Regions from separate parts of the Capra hircus genome. Here region 2 is linked to region 1. The links are chromatin contacts, called in public Hi-C maps. All regions are on one chromosome and are shown on one strand. The core of a region is the stretch at or near the end of the contact, and the rest is flanking DNA. Distances in the headings are between cores, read along the strand shown.

Region 1 (7,321 bases), core at 3,559-6,058:
GGTTTTGTCCCTCCTCAGAAGCATCTGGCAAAAAAATGGTCAGAATCAACCTTACTGAAACTCTAGGAGTTAGTCAAAGATTTACAGCAATCAAGTGAAGTTTAACCAGGAGAAAGGCAACTTTCCTATGGTAAGAGATCTTTGTGGTGTTTTTAAGTTACTTTATCCCCAACCTTCTCCCCAGTACAGCCCACATTTCTGATGGTGGTACCTGGTTCTGAAAAGAGCAGAGTAGATCTCATTCCCAAGGAATTGTGTTTGTTTTGACTGCCTGGGTTTCACACAAAGGACAAAAGAAGTTTCCTTTTGTTTCCTTTGTCTTAGAATTTTCTTGGGGCAGAGGAGCTATGCCAGAGGGTGGTCCCTCCAAACTTTGAGAGATGAAAGAACAAGAAATAAATAACAGGGCAAGTAGTAGACACATGCAAAGACTAGGCAGAAAATTGGGTAGTGAAATTTTGGGGGAATAAGAGTTTTTGAAAAGTTGCCATGTGTACTAGGGTACCTAGAAAGTCACACACGTGTCCAAGGCAGTGTGTACGGTAAGAAAAGAACTGAAAAGACCATAGGCTTTCACCTCTGGCTGATTGAGGGCTCAGCACAAGCAGGATGTAAAGCTAAGGCAGAGCAGTAAATGGCCTGGCTGAGCACTGAAGGATGGACCCAACACAAAGTCAGTGTGTAGAAACCTAGAGGATTTTTTTTCTTTGTCTTTCCTCCTTTTTTTTCTCCTAACCTCCTTCCCACCTCCTGCTCCTTTAATTCCTCTCTCCTCATTCCCTTTCCCCTTCCTCTCTTCCTTCTTCTTTTTCCTCCCTTTCCTATCTTTTTTTTGAGGTGGAGATGCGTTCTTGGAGGTTAGGGAATTCTGTGTCATTGGCTAAGCACTGAGATAACAGAATGAAGATTTCAGTGACTGCAAGGAGTACAGTCTTTGCAAAAATTGTTTGGAAAAGTAACTAAGTAAATGGATGGCTGATGCCCACAGTAAGCAACAAGTCAAACCCTGGGAAGGAGGGAGAATCCAATGTTTACAGTTACCAGGTTATCATATCTAAAATATTAGAGCACTGAGGAAAAAGAATGGAGACTTAAGGGACCAGCACAGTAAATAATACAGTCTTCACAAAAATACTCAAATTGACCAGTTTCCAAAAAAAAATTATGAGGCATGTAAATAAGAAAATATGGCTCACTCAAAGGGAAAAAAGAAAAATAAATGAATAAAAACTGCCCCTGAGGAAGCAGACACTGGATTCAGTAGACAAAGAATTTAAATCAACTGTCTTAGATATTTTCAGAAGACTAAATCAAGAAAATGATGTCTCAGTGATTATCAATAGGATAGAAATTACAAAAAGGAACCAAGGAGAAACTCTGGAGCTGAAAAGTACAATAACTGAAATTTAAAATTCACTAGAGGGCAGATCTGAGCAAGTAAATCTGGGTGTGGTTGTGGTGGTTTAGTTGTTAAGTCATATCCTACTCTTTGTGACCCCATGGACTGTAGCCTGCCAGACATTTCTATCCATGGAATTTCCCAGGCACAAATGCTGGAGTGGGTTGCCATTTCCTTCTCCAAGATAGGTCGAATAAAATTATTCAGTCTGAGGAGAAGAAAGAAAAAAAAAAAAAAAGGAAAATGAGCCTGAGAGACCTGTTGGCTGCCATCAAGTGTACACACATATACATTATGGGAGACCCAGAGGGAGAAAAGAAAGAGAAAAGGGTAGAAAGAATATCTGAAGAAATAGTGCTCCAAAATTAGCCCAAACTTATGAAAGACTTACTATGCACAAAGGATCTTCAATAAGATTAAAAACCAATTCCTCATTAGAAACCATGGATCCCAAAAGGCAGTGCGATGACATAGTTAAAATGTTGAAAGGAAAAAAAACCTGTCAACTAAAATTTCTACATCTGGCAAGATATAAGATATCCCCAGATAAACAAAAAGTTTGAGGAAGTTCATTGCTAGTAGACCTGCTTTACAAGAAATACTAAAGGGAGCAAATCCTTGAGCATGTCAGAGGTGAGGAAAAGATGAGACTGATGCTGGCCTGGGCCTCTACATCCATATTTCAGCCACCCTCTCCCCAACCCTTCCTTAAAGCTATTAAAAACCCCCATGTGACTTACACTTCTCCTGGAAGCTGCAGGATCCGCAAGGCTCCTTGCCACATCCCCTGGGTCCCAGGCCCCTCAGAAGGGTCAGGCGCCAGGCAGGACATGGTGACAGTGAGCAGAGAGCAGCTCCTGTGATGGAGACCATAGGCTCAGGCTAAACGACCAGGGCGGGGTTGGGGGAGTGACAGGGGTTCTCCTGTCCTCACCTGCCTTCTCCACATGCAGCCCGCAAGTACAGCTCTGAGGCAGCTCTTGAGTCCGATACCTCCACTTCACTGGCATTTTCCACCACCCTGGAGGAAGGAAAGCCTGGACTCAGCTCCTAAGCACAGGGGTTCTGTCCAGCCCCCAGAATCTCTACATGGGGAGCCCATGGGCATCCCTAGAGCCTATAAGAATCATCCCCAAGGCTCCAAGCTCAGTATGTCCCCTAGAAGCCTCTCATCCTCACGATCTTATTTTTTTCTCCTATTATCTGCCCAGTGTGGGGAACAAGGTAGTTGGGATTCCTCTCATTTTATAGATGGATAAGCAGGAGTTCTGCTCGGTGAGATGCCCAGGTCACCTGGGATGGTGATGACACAGCTGAGGAGGTATAAGTGGATGGGGTGGAGAGAAGAGTGAGAGGGATGAAGGGAAGACTGTGAGAGGGAGTCCTGGGGGCAAACCCAGGCCCTGTAAGCATGACCCCGAGTTCAGAGCCTCTCTTCCTTGGAGTGGCAGTGGGCAGAAGCCTCCAATAACTTGGTTTTGGGTGTTAGCCCTGCCTAAAGATAAGCGCTCTCAGACCTCACTGGGCTCTGGACACTCACAAGCCCAGAGGAGCCACATCCAGCACGGATAGGTTCCCTGCCCCTGGAGTCAGTAAATCCCGGATCCTCCTGTTGGCGCTGAGCTGAGATCACACAAGCACAACATCTGTTACGAACTAAAGGTTTACTCAGACTTTGGCTCACGTGACTCTCCCATTGCCCTGTGAGCCAAGCAGGACACCAAAATCCAGCCATTTCAGGCAGAAAACAGGAGAGCCCAGCAAGGCAAGCCAACACTGGTGAGCAGCAGAGACCCAAGCCCTTCAGGTTGCCCTCGTGTCTCAGGCTCTATGGCAGCATCACCGTGGCCTTGGTGCCCCAGGTTTCCCCTTCCCCAGGGCCTCACCTGAACTAGGCTAAGAGTGCTAAGCACAGCATCAGAGCCCCTGAGGGGCAGAGCTTCTTCAAACAGCACCTGTAGCAGCTGAAGTGGAGAAAGGGGTTCAGTGCAGATTGAGAAAGGATTCATTTCTTTCTCAACATTTCTCGAGGGCGAAGTCTATGCCTGACCCTGTGCTAAGTGCCATGGACATGGTGGCCAAGACAGAAAACAGCCCCAGGGCTCATGGTTCACAGGAAGCCAGACAAGGGAGCAGATATTTTCAGTGGGACCTGGTGTTTGCAAGGATAGGGGCTCATGACAAGGTTTTGAGGCAATTATTTTAGTTTGGGGGCATTCTGACGAAGCCTAAAAACAAAACTTTCAACTTTGTTATCAGTATTAGTAAGAACAGTGAAAATCAGATTTGCCTGAGTATTTGATGTTTGTACATCACCCCTCCCTGACCCACACCCTATATACCCCAGCCTCCTACCTTCCCTGACCTCTCAACAGCTTCATGACTGATGCTGGCAAAACAACCTGTATGGACTCTGGGGTGCTATAGGAACCCCGAGGAGGGACATCTAGTCCAGCTAGGGTGGGGAGGGGAAAGTTCTTGGAGTTCTCCTGGAGGAGGCAACATGTGAGTCTCGAAACAGGTATGCCTGATGCCTTCTCTGGGACTCACCTGAGGCACGAGCCGGGGCGCCTCCGTTTCCCGACCCCGAAGCAGCAGGGCCACACTGTACCCTCGGCTCACAGAGCCCAGAGTGGGCCGGACTCGTGCTAGCAGCTCCTGCTCTGCCTCCTGCCGGAGACACAGGCACACCCCCAACTCAGGTGCCCTGACCCAGCCCGCCCTGAGCAAAGAGTTTGGGAAATACTCAGCACCTCAGGATCAAGGGTCCTGAGTGCTCCCAACCACCTCCCATCACCCTATCCGACACCCCTACCTGAGCAGCATCAGAACCCAGGACTCTATCAAAGGTGATGCATTGTTCCTGCGAGCAGAGACAGGAGTCAACAGTGTCACTCCCATCTTCCCCTGTACTCACACACACCCCAGCCCAGCCTGTATCTACCTGACACTCCAGAGGCTCAGGCTGAAGTAGGCGGATGCTCTTGGCCCCCTCAAGAAGGAGCGTAGGGAAGCAGGTCTCCTTGGGGCCTGAGACAGGGGGACTTCATGTCAACTCTCCTGGGGGAAACTGAGCTCCTGGGACCCCCAAGTCCTGCCTTCAACCTTTGCCTTAGTTTCCTAGTGAAATGGCCTTGCCCTCCCCCTCTCCCAGGAGGTGCTCCCAGGCTGTGTTACTTCTGAGATGAACGTGTGGGGGCTTCTTACCAGATCTTGTCCTCTCTACTTCCACCACCACGGTCAACCGGGCCTGCGGGTTGTCAGCGAGGGCTGCGGGGGCTGAGGGGCCCTGGCCCAAAGGGGCCCCTGTGCCCATCACCCCTCCACACTCCATGGCTTCTGTGCCTCTCAGATTCCCCTCAATAATTCATCTCCCCAACCTGAGGGCTCTGGGCAGGGCCTCTAAACAATAACTAAGGAGGGACAGTCCTCTATTTCCTGAGTGAGTCAGACTGTTGCACGGAATTTTTCTTTTTTTCCTCTTATGAAATTTTCAGACATTAACTGTGAAGAGAATAGTTTAATGGAACTCCAAGCACTCAGCTTCAGCCATTATCAACTTAACAGCCAGTCTTATTTCTTCTGTTCCCTTTTCCACCCCTAGTGGATTCTTCTGAAGCATATCTCAGACACTTTATATTTCACACATAGCTATTTCAGTATGTATTTATAAAAGATACCACTCTTTTTTTAAAAAAACAATGATAGCTTTATTGGGAGATAATTCAAATACCATATAATTCATCCATTTAAAGTGTGTGTTTCAATGGTTTTTGGTAAGTTTGCAGACATGTATAACTATCACCACAGTTAATTTTAAAACATTTCCATCCCTTTATAAAGGAACTGGATTTCCTTTACTGTAGCCTCACTAACCCCCACCCTATGCTGACCCTTAAACAATCACTCATCTACTAACACCTTTCTGTTTCTCTAGGTTTGCTTATTCTGGACATTTCATGTAAGTGGACTCACGTTCTTTTTGTGACTGGCTTGTAGCACCTGTAAGCCCAGTGTACGCTCCTTGGTGCTTCTGTCTCCTCTCAACAAAAATTTGAAGCAACAGACGTTAGAGACCTCGGCGGGTCACAGCTCTCCAACGGGCCATGTTATAGCTCTCAGGTCTCGAACAGACCATGTTATAACTCTTAGATCAGTGTTACAGCTCTGTGTTACAGCTCTATTTTCTTTAGAAAATAGCAGGAAAATACATCCTCGAGGCATGAGGGAATGCTGATCCAAAGACTTGAAGAGAAGAGAGTGGGGGAGGGCACCGGCACGCGGGAGAGAGAGAGACCGCGGCCCTCTGGCTCCTCTTTTTATGTGATTTTCCCCCCTGGGCCTGCCCTGTGTAAGTTGGGCCAGCCAGGAGTGCTGTTTGTTCCACCTGAGTTCCTCACTCCGGTCCTCGGACCTCCTTTTGTTCCATTTCCGCGGGCTTTTCCCTCCCTTGTCTTTTAGCCACTGCCATTCTGGACTCCTGTTTCCTATTCTAACTCCCTAACACATCTATCAGTACTTCTTTCCTTTCTGTGACTGAATCATGTTCCATGTAGGATGAAACTGCTTCTGTCACGAGATCCCCAGAGTCTGGCCAAACTTCACAGGTGAGGACACAGTTGCAGTAAGACTGCCCCAACTTCAGACTCTTCTGCAGCTTCCATACTTTGCTAGAATGACTTACAGAACTCAGCTGTGCTGTGCTCAGTCACTTTTTTAGGTCGACATTGGACAAGGCCTGGGAGGGTTCTGAGTGAAGGATCTCCTTTCTCTATGGAGTGAGGGTGTGCCTTCCCAGTACATCAGTATGTTCACCAACCAGGAAGCTCCCTGAGCCTCATTGTCCCGCATTTTTCAATGAGTCATGATTAATTAAATCATAAATTATATGACTGAATCCAACTCCAGCCCTTTTATCTGCAATTTTTTTTGTTTTGTTTTTGGTTACACTAGTGGCCTGCGAGATCTTAGTTCCTTTATTAGAGATCTAACCTGCGCACCCTGCAGTGGAAGCTCAGAGTTTTAATCACTGAACTGCCAGGCAAAGTCCCTGAATAGTTTTTTGTTTTTTTTTTTTCTTTTTTCTGGTGAGCAACCTCCTCCATCCTGAAGCTATATAGGGACCCTGCCAGAAGTTATCTCATTAGCATAACAAAGAGATTCCTATTGCTTAGGTAATTACAAAGGTTTTTGAAGCTTTGTGCTAGTAACTGGAGACGAAGACCAGATATGTTCTTCATTATATCACAAACTACTCTGGTTTTTCACCAAGGATCTCTTATAGCCAAAAGAATGATACCCGTCTGACCATCTATATTCCGTATTCAGTTTGTTCAGTTCAGTTCAGTCTCTCAGTCGTGTCCGACTCTTTGTGACCCCATGGACTGCAGCATGCGAGGCCTCCCTGTCCATCACCAACTCCCGGAGTTTACTCAAAGTCATGTCCATTGAGTCAGTGATGCCATCCAACCATCTCACCCTCTGTCTTCCCCTTCTCCCACCTTCAATCTTTCCCAACATCAGGGTCTTTTCCAGTGAGTCAGTTCTTCACATCAGGTGGCCAAAGTATTGGAGTATTCGTTGTACATCTATATAACAGGTGGAGCAATAGTAACAAGATGAATATGCCTAACCTTTGGAGGAATCAGTTTGGGGTAGGGATAGGAGGCTTGTATTTTCCCATACATTTGCCTATCAATACCGATACTGTACGCTTAGCAACAATGCCTGTTATTATATCTCATTGTGTTGCTGTTATGTGGGCTTCCCCGGTAGCTCAGTCAGTGAAGAATCCGCCTGCAATGCAGGAGACCGCTTGGAGCATCGGAGACCCAGATTCAATCCCTGTGTCTGGAAGGTCCCGTTGAGAAGAAAATGGCAACCCACTCCAGTATGCTTGGCTGGGAAATTCCATGGACAGAG
Region 2 (7,194 bases), core at 3,268-5,767, 190 kb before region 1:
CCAGCTTCTTCTCCCAAAGTCACCAACCAAATAAATCACCACTCTTCCCCTGGACCATATGAGTGACTGGGTGGAGAGGAGCTCGGACTATTGCATCAGCACATTTCCCTCCACATGGCCAGGAACACCAGGATGGGGAATAGGTATCCTCTCAAGAGTGCCAGACTCTGTACCAGCCATGAACAAAAATAATTCTGACGCTGGTGGAAACACACCGATGTGTGTGCTCAGTCATTTACTGGGCACTTGCTTTTTGGCCGGTCCTGTGCCAGCCACCAGGGATACAGATAGGGAGGGAATTTGAAGGGATAAGGGCAAGAGGCAGTGTCCTGAGAACAGACTGGGTAGTGATTGGAGTCAGCAGAGAGATGAGTCAGAACAAAGAACTCTCTGGTTCAGCTGGACCTGTGAAATTGGGCTTCTGATTAGGGCTGGAGAAGGTTCCCGAGGGAAGAAAACTCACTTGAATTCTCTGCTTCCCAGGAAATGAGTCTCAGCGGACAAGCACAAACCCTAAAGACAGAGATGACATCTTGAGCATGGTGAGGGCCTGTTCCTGGGAGGGCCTGAGAAAGAGAGGGTGGAGGTCAAAGAAGTCAGTGGTTCCAGGCTCTTCTGACCCTTCATAGGTCACTGAGGCCCGACCATTTGCTGTGGCTGGAGGTCTCTTATCTGGTGTCCTCAGTCTCAGCGGGCATCAGTGGACCTTTATCCCACTGCCCATAATCCCATCCTGGATGACCTCTCCACACAGGACCTAGGCCTGGTCAATGCATCCTTGCTGCCCCCACCTGAGTGTGCCCAGCGGGGAGGCCATCCTCGTGGGCCCGGCTGTCATACAGTCCCAGATATTGCCTTCTTCTCCATCCTCCTCTTCCTTACTTCCTTCCTCTTTGCCATGGCCCTCAAGCACGTAAAGACCAGTCGCTTCTTCCCCTCCGTGGTGAGTGTCACCTGTACTTCTGTGGGAGAGAACTGGCCCTTGGCCTTGGGCCCTGTCTGTAAATGGGAAAGGGGGCAGAAGGAGGGGGTGGTGGCCTGAACCTCACTGAGTGTCTGCTGGGTGGCCAGGTACGCAAGATGCTGGGTGACTTCTCCTCGGTCCTGGCCATCCTGCTAGGCTGTGGCCTCGATGCCTTCCTTGGCTTAGCCACACCGAAGCTCATGGTGCCCAGAGAGTTCAAGGTGAGAGCTGGGCGTGGAGGGGAGAGGGCAAAGCAGGGTCAGCAGACAGGACCCTAGAGGAGGAAGATGAGTAGATACCACACTTCTCTAGCCTTCCGTTTCCTCATTCATAAGATAGAAATAGTATAATAATGGTCTTACAGAATTGTTGTGAGGGCACACTGTGTGCCAGACACATAGTAAGCCTAGGATAGGTAGCTACTGTTGCAGGTAAGAGGTTAAAAGAGTGGGTTCTGGTCAGCCGGCCCTGGGTCTGAGTCCCATTTCTGTCACTTCCTAGCTGTGTGTCTTAGGGAAGTTAACCCACATTCTGAGCCTCAATTTCTTCATCTATAAAGTGGAAATAATAAATAACAATAGTTTCTGCCTCATAGGTTGTTTTGAGGTTCACAGAAGATCATAGTCCAAAGCACTGTCACATTACTGGGACTGGTTCATACCAACACCTCAATTAATGCTGGTTATTGTTGTTCTCTGTTCTCCCTACCCTTGGCATGGCCCTACTCACTACTCCCCACTCTCTACTTTGCACCAATTGCCTGCTCTGATGAGGTCAAGCTAGAGCTCCCTGCCCAGGGCATGACAGTGCACAGAACAAGGCTCAGTGCTCACTTAGTACCTAAACTTTGTGCATTTGGAGACCTCCCTTCCAGCTTCCCTCAGGACAAGAAAGCAGGGTGGCTCCAAGGCTCCAAGGCAGCCTTAGGGGCTCAGAACCCAAGATAGCAACTGAGGCCCCTCCCACAGACACAGACACAGACGCCTTGTAATCAGAGCAGACGCAGACACACCCAGCCCTACCCCTGCCCCAGCCCCAGATCGAGGCAGGTCTGAACCTGAGTTGCCCAGCCCTTGGTAGGGGAGGAGGGTGGTTGCTTAGGGAGAAGTACTCTGTACATCAAGAAATGTGCGTGGGCTTCATCCACTACCTCCTCCAGGACCCTAAGAGTCAAAGTCCAGAGCCCCTGGTTCCAGCCCAACCCCCAGGCTGGTCCCCATCCTGCTGTTTGCCATCCTAGCCCTGGGATGCACTGAACCATCTGCACACACACAGAGTGCTCCCACCTAGCATCCAGTGTCTTAGAGCCGGTGGGGAGGGGGTACTGTGGAAGAATGCCATGGCTGGAGTGTGTAGATGAGGTATTCTAAAGATAGCCTCTCCAACTTCTCCATGGACTCCTCTTCCCCAGCCCACACTCCCTGGACGTGGCTGGCTGGTGTCACCTTTTGGAGCCAACCCCTGGTGGCTGAGTGTGGCAGCTGCCCTGCCTGCTCTGCTATTGACTATCCTCATTTTCATGGACCAGCAGATCACAGGGGTCATCCTCAACCGTGCTGAATACAGACTGAGGGTAAGACTTGCAGGGTCAGACCCCAGGTCCCTAGCCCAAGTGACAGGAGCTCCAGGGTGGGGTCTGGGTCCCCCCTTTCCCACCCCAGAGGACAGAGGGCCCAGATCTGGGCTAGCTTCATCCTTACTGCTCCACACTACCTGCAGAAGGGAGCTGGCTTCCACCTGGACCTCTTCTGTGTGGCTGTGCTCATGCCCCTCACATCAGCGCTCGGGCTGCCCTGGTATGTCTCAGCCACTGTCATCTCCCTGGCCCACATGGACAGTCTTCGGAGAGAGAGCAGAGCCTGTGCCCCAGGGGAGGCTCCTAGCTTCCTGGGCATCAGGTAAGGCCAGTATTCAGGAGACTGGAATGAGACGTGGGCAGCAAGGTCGGGTACTGGGTACAGGGCAGAGTTATTTGGGCAACTTAATTTCTAAGCTGGTGACTCCAGAGGGCTCTCTCACTGCCCCATGAGCATGCAGTGGGGTGAACGGGTGGGTGCTGGACTCCTTCAGCCGTGGGACTGGGAGGGGCCTCCAGGGGAGCATCATGGAGGTGAGTGTGAAGGCTGAGCAAGGATGAAGTGCCACCTAAAAATCCCACTCAGTGTAGAAGCACCTCGTTGATCTTATAGAGTAACATCACAAAAACAATTTTATTGGAAATGCAATCTAATTGTTGAAAGTATGGGAAATCAACTTTGTACATTATGAAGTAAACGTTTTTATGGTAGTATAAGATTGCTTAATTTTCCATCAAAATAAAAACAAAGAGCAACTTTGAACTTGAGTTGCTGAAGAGGACTGGGAGCCTCGAATGGAGGTAACCTGTCCTTTCTTCTCCACCAATTTTTCACACCAAGCTCAGGTCCCCTCCCTTCCAGGGAACTATCAGGGGATCCCTCTACTTCCCTCCTGCCAGGGCCCCCAACCTGGCACCCCAGGGGCTCCCCCAGAGCTAACTCCTCCTTTCCCCACAGAGAGCAGAGGCTGACAGGACTGGCAGTATTCATCCTCACAGGAATCTCCATCTTCCTGGCACCTATACTCAAGGTACCTTAGACAAACCAGCATCAGGGGCAGGGCAGTAAAAATAATAAATATAGCAAGAACTGACATTGACCGAACATTACTACGTACTGGGCACTGTGTTAAGTTTTCTTCACCCATAGTCTCATTTAATCCTGACATTACCCATGAGAAGCATATGCACTTTTAAAGTGAGGAAACTGAAAGTTAAAGAGGTTAAGGAACTTACAAGAGACCGCCAAGAGAGCTGGTTTCTCAGATCTATCTGAGAACCTGAACTCTGACCCAATTGGCTTTCTACCCAGTGGAGCCGAGTAGAGACATGCCATCATCCCCAGGGGCCAAGCACTAGCTACTCTTACTCCACATTCAATGAGGTTTGAACTAAGAACATGATCATCACAATCCAGGAAAACTTTTGAGGCAAAAACCCTTCACATCTCCCTCACCAGATGTTTACAGAATACCTGCTGAGTGCAAGGCTCTGAGAGGCACCTGGGAGAAGGGGATGGGAAGGGGAAGGATACTGAAAAAGAATATGGAACCAAGCCCCTGTCAGCAACTCATACACATGAATAAAAATTATGTAACAAGTAACAGCAGAAAGGTTCAGCAAGCCAGTACGGCAGAGCAGTCAAGGAGGGCGTGGAGAACTGCACACAAGAGTCACTGGCAGGACGACAGGAGGTTAGGGGAGGGAAAGGTCGTGGAAGCTGGGTGAGAGGAGAGTAGTTCAAAGAGCCAGATGGACTGGATCGGCCTCTGGCTAAACTAGGCGACTCCTGTTCAGCAGCTATTTACCGAGCATAAGCCATATGCCAAGCACTGTTCCAGGGACTGGGGATATAGTGGTGATCAAAAGAGGTCATCCACATCTTGCATTCTGGTGAGAGGAGACAGATAAAAACAATTAAAACAATAAAATAGGATAATTTCAGATAGTGATAACTCCTGTGGAAATAAAAGAGGGTGGGGTGATCAGGAGCGCCTTAATGGTGCTGGGCAGGCAAGGCCTTTCTGGGGTGTCACGACAGGAGTAATGAGAGGGGGGTCAGGGAAGAGGATTTAGGTGGAGGGACTAGCAAAGCAAAAGGCCTTGCAAAGGGGTAGAAGTAAACTTGGGCATATTGAGGAAAGGAAAGGGGGCCACTACAACAGGAACAGAGAGAACAGAGAGGAATGTGAGAGAGAAGAGTGGAGAGGTAATGGGCAAGTTACTTAGCCTCTCTGAAATACATCTTCTCCATCTGTAAAATGGAGACAACTGTAGAATTTACCTCATCTGACTGATGTGAAGATTCAATGAAATCAGGCATGCAAAGTGGGTATGTTTAGATCTTGGAGGCTGGAGGCTGGGCTTGGGGCCTAAATGGGGTTATCTGGGCAGCTAGCAGAGGCAAACTGCTTCGCCAGCTCTCCAATTCTCTCTACCAGTTCATCCCAGTGCCTCTTCTCTATGGCATCTTCCTGTACATGGGGGTGACAGCGATTAGCAGCATCCAGGTGAGCCCATTACTTCCTGCCTCCATTTGCTAGTTCTCCTCCTCTCCTCTTTTCCTGCCTCTCCTGGGCACAGGGCCTCTGCTGCCACACTCTGGATGGAGAGGGGACCAAGGGAGCCTTGTGACCTCCAAGCTAGGCTTGGATAGCTAACAGTGACACCTTCCAGTCTACCTGAGTACCCTGTTTTCTTCCTCCCCTTGTCCCCCCAGTTCACGAAGAGGGTGCAACTATTATTGATACCAGCGAAGCACCAGCCAGACCTTCTGTTCTTGCGGCATGTGCCCCTGAGCAGGGTCCACCTGTTCACAGCCATCCAGCTTGCCTGCCTGGGTCTGCTTTGGATAATCAAGTCTACCCCTGCAGCTATCATCTTCCCCATCATGGTGACCTGTGGCAGGGTTGGGTAGTGTCCTGGTGGCTCTCTGAGCCTGGGGGTTGGTCACGGCCTCACAAGAGGAAGAATCTCTCCTCTGTCACTTGTCCTGGCTCTGCCTGGTTGGGAATCTCAGGACAAGGAAACATGGCCAAGGGATGACTGTGAGGCTCTGGACCTAAGATATCTGGTTTAATTCTTTTCCCAACCTCTTTGGGCTCATCAACCACAGGTAGGGATAGAAGGCCCAGAAAGAGACTGAGGACCTGGGAGAGGCAAGGCTGGCACTCTTTCACCCAGTTAGGTGATACTGTAAGCTTCTGGCTTTGTTCTTATCCACTGAGGAAGTTAAGAGTCATGGGCTTTGCTTTGGAACCAATCTGGTTACTACATCTCAGTTCTGTGACCTCTGAGAAGTTAGTAAGCTCCCAGGGTCTCAGTTTCCTCCTCTGTACAATGGAAATAATTATCATGTCTACCTCATATGAATGTATTAGCATTCACTGAAACTATACACAATGCTTTGCACATGGGAAGTGCTCGATAAATGTGACTGTTGTTAACGTTCCTGCTGCTATTGCTGACAGCCCGTGGCTTTGTTTCTATCCCTGCAGTTGCTGGGCCTGGTGGGGGTCCGAAAGGCACTGGAGTGGGTCTTCTCGCCACAGGAACTCCTCTGGCTGGATGAGCTGATGCCGGAGAAGGAGAGAAGCATCCCTGAAAGCGGCGTGGAGCCAGAGTGCTCGTTCAGTGGAAGTGACAGTGAAGATGTGCGCTCCTGGAGAACAGGGGAGGGGTAGGGGAGAGAAGTCATCTCCAGGAGTTGTAACTGAAGTATAATATCTCTATTAACTCTGAAGATTTGATCAACACAGTGACTCCTCCTAGTTCTGTATTAACATAGGCACACTGAAGGAGTGAGGGAAATTTTTCTTCATAAGAGTCCAGGGCTGTATGAGGGTTGGAAATGGTCAGGGACAACACCCTTAAGTGGACTGTCTTACCCAGGATCTTTGTCTTAAGGTGGGTTTATATCCTTTCCCTCTCTGGGTCCTTTTCTGTCTGCTCTCTCTCTGTCTTCTGTCTTTTTATTCCCAACTCATCTTGAGATCTCTGTTCCACAGTCAGAGCTGATGTATCAGCCAAAGGCTCCGGAAATCAACATCTCTGTGAATTAGCTGGAGTAGGAGTATGGAGTTGAGACCCAGGAAACTGAGGTAAGGGTGTGAGGGAAATGCCCTCAGTGTCGAGGGTGGGGCAGTAGGGGCTCCGGTGGTGGAAAGCTCGACTGTGTGCTGAATGGCTGTTTCCTCTACATGCTCCAGTCCTTCATGAACCCCAGAGTCGGGGAGTGGGTAGAAGAATCTCTCCAGAGGAAAGTTGGAAACAAGAGAGGGTACCCGGGCATGGCTCCCTGTGGCACTGAAGTCTAGCCAGTAGAGGGAGCTCAAGCTCACACCAACCCGGCAGGGATGGGAACTGGAGGAGGGAAGGGTTCGAAGATAAAAGAATGGAAAGGAATAGGAGGAGAGAAAGAGGATAAAGCTCCCAGCAGCTTGCTTGCTTGCTGAGCCTTGGAGGCTCCTTCCAGAGGCTGCCAAGAACCACACTACAAACAAGTGGGGGCGGGGGGGGGGTTCTTTGTCACTTGCCCTTTCTGCCATTCTTTTATTTTATTCATCTGTTTCTCAAAATATTTTCTTAGCACTTCTGGAGTGTCCAGGTCCTAGTGGTATAATAGTCACAGTTCCTGACCTCAGGAAGTTAAAAT

The links. Hi-C and Micro-C count contacts between places; a contact is called where the count stands out from the background.
Region 2: a contact with region 1 is called in a Hi-C map of blood, with 6 times the contacts expected there. The contact joins the enhancer-like site here to the promoter of LOC102185742 in region 1. A contact is called at or near these places in 2 of 5 Hi-C or Micro-C datasets (both in blood).

The regions. Positions count from the first base shown.
Region 1 is chr7:58,741,404-58,748,724 of ARS1.2, reverse strand. It overlaps LOC102185742, which reads right to left and starts at 4,808. Exons shown (of 17, transcript XM_018051646.1): 1 at 4,607-4,808; 2 at 4,344-4,429; 3 at 4,215-4,262; 4 at 3,950-4,069; 5 at 3,286-3,363; 6 at 2,940-3,022; 7 at 2,334-2,420; 8 at 2,140-2,256. The coding sequence starts at 4,733.
Region 2 is chr7:58,928,089-58,935,282 of ARS1.2, reverse strand. It overlaps SLC4A9 (anion exchange protein 4), which reads left to right. Exons shown (of 22, transcript XR_001918297.1): 12 at 484-542; 13 at 755-943; 14 at 1,072-1,185; 15 at 2,376-2,537; 16 at 2,684-2,862; 17 at 3,499-3,571; 18 at 4,982-5,050; 19 at 5,260-5,433; 20 at 6,038-6,219; 21 at 6,548-6,640. Among named protein-coding and RNA genes, the nearest start is that of HBEGF, 4.3 kb to the left of the region's middle. Within about 2 kb of position 4,517, at least 1 of the 5 cell types and tissues checked has an H3K27ac peak or open chromatin away from gene starts, as enhancers often do.